Linked DNA regions of Mus musculus: region 1 is linked to region 2. The links are chromatin contacts, called in public promoter capture Hi-C maps. All regions are on one chromosome and are shown on one strand. Each heading gives the region's core, a stretch centred on a gene start, on an enhancer-like site or on the middle of the called end of the contact. The rest is flanking DNA. Distances are from core to core; before and after follow the strand shown.

The links. Promoter capture Hi-C pulls out the DNA fragments that hold promoters and counts their contacts.
Region 1: a promoter capture Hi-C map of the HPC-7 cell line shows a contact between it and region 2. The contact joins the promoter of T here to the promoter of Mpc1 in region 2. A contact is called at or near these places in 9 of 39 promoter capture datasets (the 3T3-L1 cell line, the C10 cell line, the HPC-7 cell line and 5 more), 8 of 484 Hi-C or Micro-C datasets (embryonic stem cells and nephron progenitors), 4 of 115 datasets of contacts at active chromatin or transcription factors (embryonic basal ganglia, embryonic stem cells and stem cell-derived neural progenitor cells) and 1 of 9 other capture datasets (pancreatic islet).

What each region holds. Positions count from the first base shown.
Region 1 is chr17:8,433,050-8,436,045 of GRCm38.p6, forward strand. T (brachyury, T-box transcription factor T) reads left to right here and starts at 1,374. Exons shown (of 8, transcript NM_009309.2): 1 at 1,374-1,687; 2 at 2,142-2,406. The coding sequence starts at 1,482. LOC115486424 reads left to right here. Exons shown (of 3, transcript XM_030250191.1): 2 at 396-451; 3 at 656-1,479. The coding sequence starts at 440. The coding sequence ends at 1,441. RefSeq lists a promoter at 831-1,489.
Region 2 is chr17:8,282,058-8,285,222 of GRCm38.p6, forward strand. Mpc1 (mitochondrial pyruvate carrier 1) reads left to right here and starts at 1,730. Exons shown (of 5, transcript NM_018819.5): 1 at 1,730-1,904. The coding sequence starts at 1,834.

The sequences.
Region 1 (2,996 bases), core at 124-2,623, 150 kb after region 2:
AGTATTCAGTGGGAAAGGGCAGAGGAGGGTAGTCTAGGGCATCCCACCCCAGAGGTTGGCTCCTGGAAAACCGTCTCTCCCAGAAGTAGGGGCAGGTAGAACCCACAACTCCGACCCCAAAGACTTCCCAGGGAGACTCTCAGAGAGACAACGAACTCAGAATTGAGTGCCCCCACCTGATTCAGGGGCCTCTTCCAAGGAGCTTCGGGATAGGATAGGAGAGTGGAAGACGGGGAAACGGAGGCTGGAACCCAGAGTCTCGTTAAAGAGCTGGGCGCGAGCTCTGGCTTCCTTCCCGCTTCCTGGGCTCCCGTTTTAGAGGAATGTTATTGTTTAAAGAGACCCCATTGAACTATTTCCTGCTCTTTGTCACCTTCCCCTCACTCTCCCGGCAGAGGTTCTCACCGAGAGGCAATAAACCAACTGCTGCCCACACCGCATGGCGAGGCGGGTAGGGAAACGCGCGCAGCATGCGTTCCAACAATCCCCGGCGCAAAGAGACCAGGGACTCCCGGGGCCACATTCGGTGCAGGCGCATCCACCGTCAAAGTCCAGCTTTTATGTGGGACGCGAGGACACCTCCTACTAGGGTCGCTATCTGTTCGTCTATTTCCCTCTCTGGACAGATCCGCATTGAGCTTCCCTCTCCACGCAGGTGAAGGTCGTGGGGGACCTGGATGCCGAGGTGGGAGTTAGTGGCAGTCCATGGGGCGAGGGGACGTGTCCCAAAGCTGCCACACCTGGGGAGGCTGAGGCTTTGGAGAGGTCAAGGAGACCCGGGAGACGCCGATCCGCCGAAGTCCCTCTCAGGTGCGCGCAGCGTGGACACTCCGCGGGGCAAAGTCGCAGGCGCCGGTGTGCGCTTGGACAGCGCGTGGGAGTGGAGAGTTTAGCAGTGGCTCTAGGAGCCAGGGTCCTGGGTGGCTCCAGCCCGGCTTCTCGCCCTCCCTCCCCCAGGGTCCGCCCCGCCGCTTTGATGGAGGTGCAAACATTTGGGGGAGGGCGGGGGTGTCGGGACTGCGCCCGACGCTTTCCTTACAGGAAGCGCGCGCTGGAGCCCATTGTTGGCCCCCAGCCTCCGGGCCCGCCCGGCCAGTCTGATATGGCCGCGCACCGCCAATGGGCAGCTGCTCGGTACTTCAAAGGGTGTCCCGCCCAATCCGCCGCACCCCCCTGCGAGGCCACCTCGGCTGTATTTATGGGGAGGGGACCCATTTTTCTCTTCCCCAGAGACTTACTCTTGTCGCGCCTTGCGGGAGTTCAAGTGGAGCCACGGCTCCCCAGGCCCTCTCCCCCATCCCCGCCCCCTTCCCCCCTCATCCCGATCTCGGTGCTCCTTTGGCGAATGTGCAGGGACCCAGGTGTAATCTTTGGGCTCCGCAGAGTGACCCTTTTTCTTGGAAAAGCGGTGGCGAGAGAAGTGAAGGTGGCTGTTGGGTAGGGAGTCAAGACTCCTGGAAGGTGGAGAGGGTGGCGGGAGGATGAGCTCGCCGGGCACAGAGAGCGCAGGGAAGAGCCTGCAGTACCGAGTGGACCACCTGCTCAGCGCCGTGGAGAGCGAGCTGCAGGCGGGCAGCGAGAAGGGAGACCCCACCGAACGCGAACTGCGAGTGGGCCTGGAGGAGAGCGAGCTGTGGCTGCGCTTCAAGGAGCTAACTAACGAGATGATTGTGACCAAGAACGGCAGGTAGGTGCGTGCTGCAAGCCGGCAGTCTGGGGCCTGGCGAGTGCCCCTCGCCTCGGGGAGAGCATCTTTTCTTCCCAACCGGCCGACTTTGTTTCTTCCCGCTGAGTTAACAGCTCCCCAGAGGATTCCTAAACCTTGGTTTCTCGGGAACTTTCCCCCTGACGAAACCTGAGGAGGAAGGAGGCATTCGAACTCTAGGGTTCCTAGGTGTATACTGGAATGACCAGGTTTGCCTAGGGGGCCGAAACCCTTGGCTAGATTTGTCCCTCTGCTGTCCCGAGAACCCGTGGGCTTAGTGGGGGGAGATGATTTGGTTCCTGAACTGAGAAAGTTCAGGCAAAGATGCTTGCGAGACCGGTTGCCGGGGTCCTCCTCTTTGGCCGGCATCAAACACTTAGTGCAGGCTCCCCCTCTCCAACGGATGGGTCCTCCTGCCGTGCGCTGTCTTTTCCAGGAGGATGTTCCCGGTGCTGAAGGTAAATGTGTCAGGCCTGGACCCCAATGCCATGTACTCTTTCTTGCTGGACTTCGTGACGGCTGACAACCACCGCTGGAAATATGTGAACGGGGAGTGGGTACCTGGGGGCAAACCAGAGCCTCAGGCGCCCAGCTGCGTCTACATCCACCCAGACTCGCCCAATTTTGGGGCCCACTGGATGAAGGCGCCTGTGTCTTTCAGCAAAGTCAAACTCACCAACAAGCTCAATGGAGGGGGACAGGTAAGCCAGTGCAGAAGACAGCCTCTGGGCCCCAGGCCGAAGGGAAGAGCCTGGCTGGGAGCTTAGAAAGACACCACCAGCCTTTGTCAGCCCCACAGAAGCCACCGTGGCCTCCTTCCCCAATTAAATCTTTAGTACTGTTTATATTAAGCTGATGAGGGTTAAGCAGGGCCTGGCAAAGGGAACTGGGAGTTCTCCCTCACCTTGGAAGGGTTGAAGAAGGCCTGCCGCTTGGGAACTGGCTCTGGCCATAGGTGAGCATTGGTTCCGAATCCTCAGTCACTTTAAAGTCAAAAGGGGACACTGGCTACTCTGCACAAATGTGCACATTCCACCCTTCTGAAAAGTCTTTAATTGGGGCCTGTTTCCAAGAAAACTCACTCCAAGTTGCCACCAAGCCAGGCATTTAAAGTTGTTTGTGGCCTTATGCCGGCAGGGTTTAATGGTGTATAGCGTATCTCCCATCCCAGTTCCAGACCATCTGTGGGAAGCAGATGTGTAAAATGGACCCCATGCCCTCCATACTGCTGGCAGTTTCCTGAAGACTTTCTGTGGCTGGATCCATGTTTCTTCCTGAGCAGTTCCTGTGG
Region 2 (3,165 bases), core at 480-2,979:
TTAGGATAAAAGTGTACACTACCAGGCCTGGTTTATTACTAATTTGCAGTTATTTAAGACAGGATGTCATGTAGCGCAGGCCAGCCTTGAATGGGTCCTCTTTTCTCTCTCACCTGCTAAGTTACACACTATGACACACGCTGGAACGCCTTGAGGATTGTTTCCATATTAAAATAAGCTCCACAAACTAGCCTTTCCAGGGACAGCTCTAGAAAGGAATTGCTGGCCAAAGGGAATGTCCATTCTTAATACTTATGCATTCCCTTGAGTGTTTGGTTTAACTTCCTATATTCATTTCTGCCAGTGCATTCCAGACTTCATATTCCCCAGTGGCATTCTAAATTACTCAACTTTCCTTGATTTGAGGTATAATCCCCAAATTGTGCTTTTGTTGTTGTTGCTGTTTGTGTGTTTTTTTTTTTTTTTGTTTTGTTTTTTTTGCCTGGCCTTGTTTTTTGTTTTTCGTTTTTTAAATTTTGTTTGAGACAGGGTTTCTCTGAGTAGCCAGGGCTACAGAACTAGCTATATAGACACGGCTGGCCTTGAACTCAAATCCTCCTGCCTCTGCCTCTGCCTCTGCATCTTCGGTGCTGGGATCAAACTCATTTGCCACCAAGGCCCGCTTCAGGTTCGGTTTTGGTAAGGAAGAGAGTCCCCTCTATTCTCGGAAGATTGTTAGAATAAACCGGCAAAAATTAAATCTGAGAAAAGCTGCACATATTTACTATGCATAGAAGGGGAAAACCACAGAAGATTACCATTCGTTTAATAACTTTCGCCCCAAGCCCCACCCCGAGGACTCAGTGGTGACCTTGAACTTCCCACCACCCAGCCTGGTTTACGGCAGTGCTGGAGATGGAACACAGCCAGGGCTTCCGGAGCAAACCTGGCAAGAGCGCTGCAGTCCGGGCCCTGCAGACCCTTCCCTATAAGGGGAAGGTCGTCTTCAGCCTCCTTTTGGTAAACAAAGACTGACACTGGCACGAACTCAGGGGACGGGCCTTAGCGACCCTTAGCGCGGTGTGGCCTACTCGGGTGTGGCTGCGAGCAGCCTGAAGGCAGTTGTGTTCTTCACGCGATCCGGTTTACGGCGGAAGGGATTCTGTCACCTTTCCTCTCCTCAAGAGTGGTAGTGGTGACAGGAAATGTAGCCAGGCCCTTCTCATTACCTCCGGCTCAACTCTCTCTGCATTCTGCCCCCCCCCCCCCCGCCATGTCTGGGGTGTGGCTCTGAGCCTCTGCGGGTGTACAGGCTAAAGCTGCAGTATGCACGCTCCGGGCACTTATGTAACCTGTGCTTTCCACACGTGGGCAGCCACACTTCTGGAGACTGAGGCTCTTAGCTATTTTTAACTGCCTCCCTCCTCTGCACTCGGTGACTCCATCCCAAGCCGGTCGCCGCCGGTTTGCAGGATCTCACCGTCTCTGTGCAGCCGCCCGCGGGGCAAAGGGACAGGCGAGGGGTGACAGGAGCCCGACCTGCCCACCACGCCCCGCTGAGACCCCGGAAGCCTGCCCAGGACCCCCGGGCAGAGGAGTGTCACCCTCGCAGCCCCTAGCAACCGCCAGTCGTCCGGGCCGCCGGGCCCTTTTACGACGGCAGCCCCGCGGCGCGCACCGCCCCGAGGGCAGGCGGGGGGTGTGTCGACCGCGGCAGCCAATCCCGGACGCGCTCTGCGGTCTAGCGCGTTCTCATTGGTGGAGCGCCGAGCGGTCGTAAGGCTTCTCCGAGTGTCGTGAGGCGGGCGCTGGGGTGAGAGCGCCGAGGGCCTCAGCCGAGTCCACAGCGGTGTCATCTGTCTAGGTAGCGGCTTCACCGCCAACGGCACGGCCATGGCTGGAGCGCTGGTGCGCAAAGCGGCGGACTATGTCCGGAGCAAGGACTTCCGGGACTATCTCATGAGGTGAGCGTCATGGTAGGCCGTGGGGGAGCCGCCCGCTGCGGGAAAACCCTGCGGCGCCGTGCCAAGGTAGGAGAGCGGCGCACGGGTGGAACGCGCTCCTACCGGTGCCCGAGGGGACGGCGCTCCCGAGGGTACAGCAAGTGACCGAGGGGATGGCGCTCCTACCTGTGACTAGGAGGGCAGAAGGGACAGCGCTCACACCCGTGCCTGAAGGGACAGCAGGACTCAGGGGACGTAGCTCCCACCCGTGACCTAAGGGACCGCAGGTTACTGAGGGTACAGCGCTCTTGGTTAAGGCGACCTAGGGAATGGCAGGTGACAGGGAACAGCTCCAGCCCCGCGAACTGAAAGACATGGTGTGACTGGGGACCCCGCCCCAACCTGTGCCGGAGGGGACGCCTCTCCCACCCATGCCCGAGGGGACAGCGCTCCCACCCGTGACTGAGAGGACGACAAGTGACCGAGCGGACAGCGCTCCCGGGCAGGACGACCCAGGGAATGGCTGGTGACAGGGAACAGAGCTCCAGTCCTTGACTGAAAGACGCGGTGTGACTGCAGGGACGCCGCTCCGGCTCGTGACCGACCGGACGAACACCGCTCCTGGGCAGGCAGTCAGGATGCCCTTGCGTGGGTTGACGTGGGGACACTGGGTGCTACCATCCCCCTCCTCGTCTCCCGGCCCGGGACTTGGCGGGAGCGGTGCTGGAATGTGCCGGGATCCGGGTAATGGGAGCTAGAATTTGCAGCACAGAGGGCGGGGTTTTTTTTTTTTTTTGGTTTTTTGTTTGTTTTTTTGTTTGTTTGTTTTCCATTTGACGGTGCTTGGGGGAGGGGGACCGGACAATCATGTGTCGCAGCCACGCAGTGCGTCTGAGAAGAGGCATTTACTTGCAAGGTGTGTGTCCCGAGGGCTTGACATTGAGAGGTTGAAGAAGCACTTTCCAGAATTCATTTTCAGTTATAATTTCCTGGTGCCTGATTCTATTTTAAGGATCTCACAAAATTTAGAAACCGATTACAATATTTCCAAGCATAGTTTTATTTTCTTGTGATTTTAAAGTTAGATAAGTGGAGGGCTGCTTTTTAATTTTCTTCTCAGTGGTCAATACCGAGCCTGCCAGTGGTGGCATTCGCCTTTAATCCCAGCACAAGGGAGACAAGCTGGAGGATCTCTTGAGTTCAAGGCCAGCCAGTCTACAGTAGTATTGTAGTTAATAGTAAATACTTAGTGCCTTGAGTTTCTACAACTGTCTTACTCATC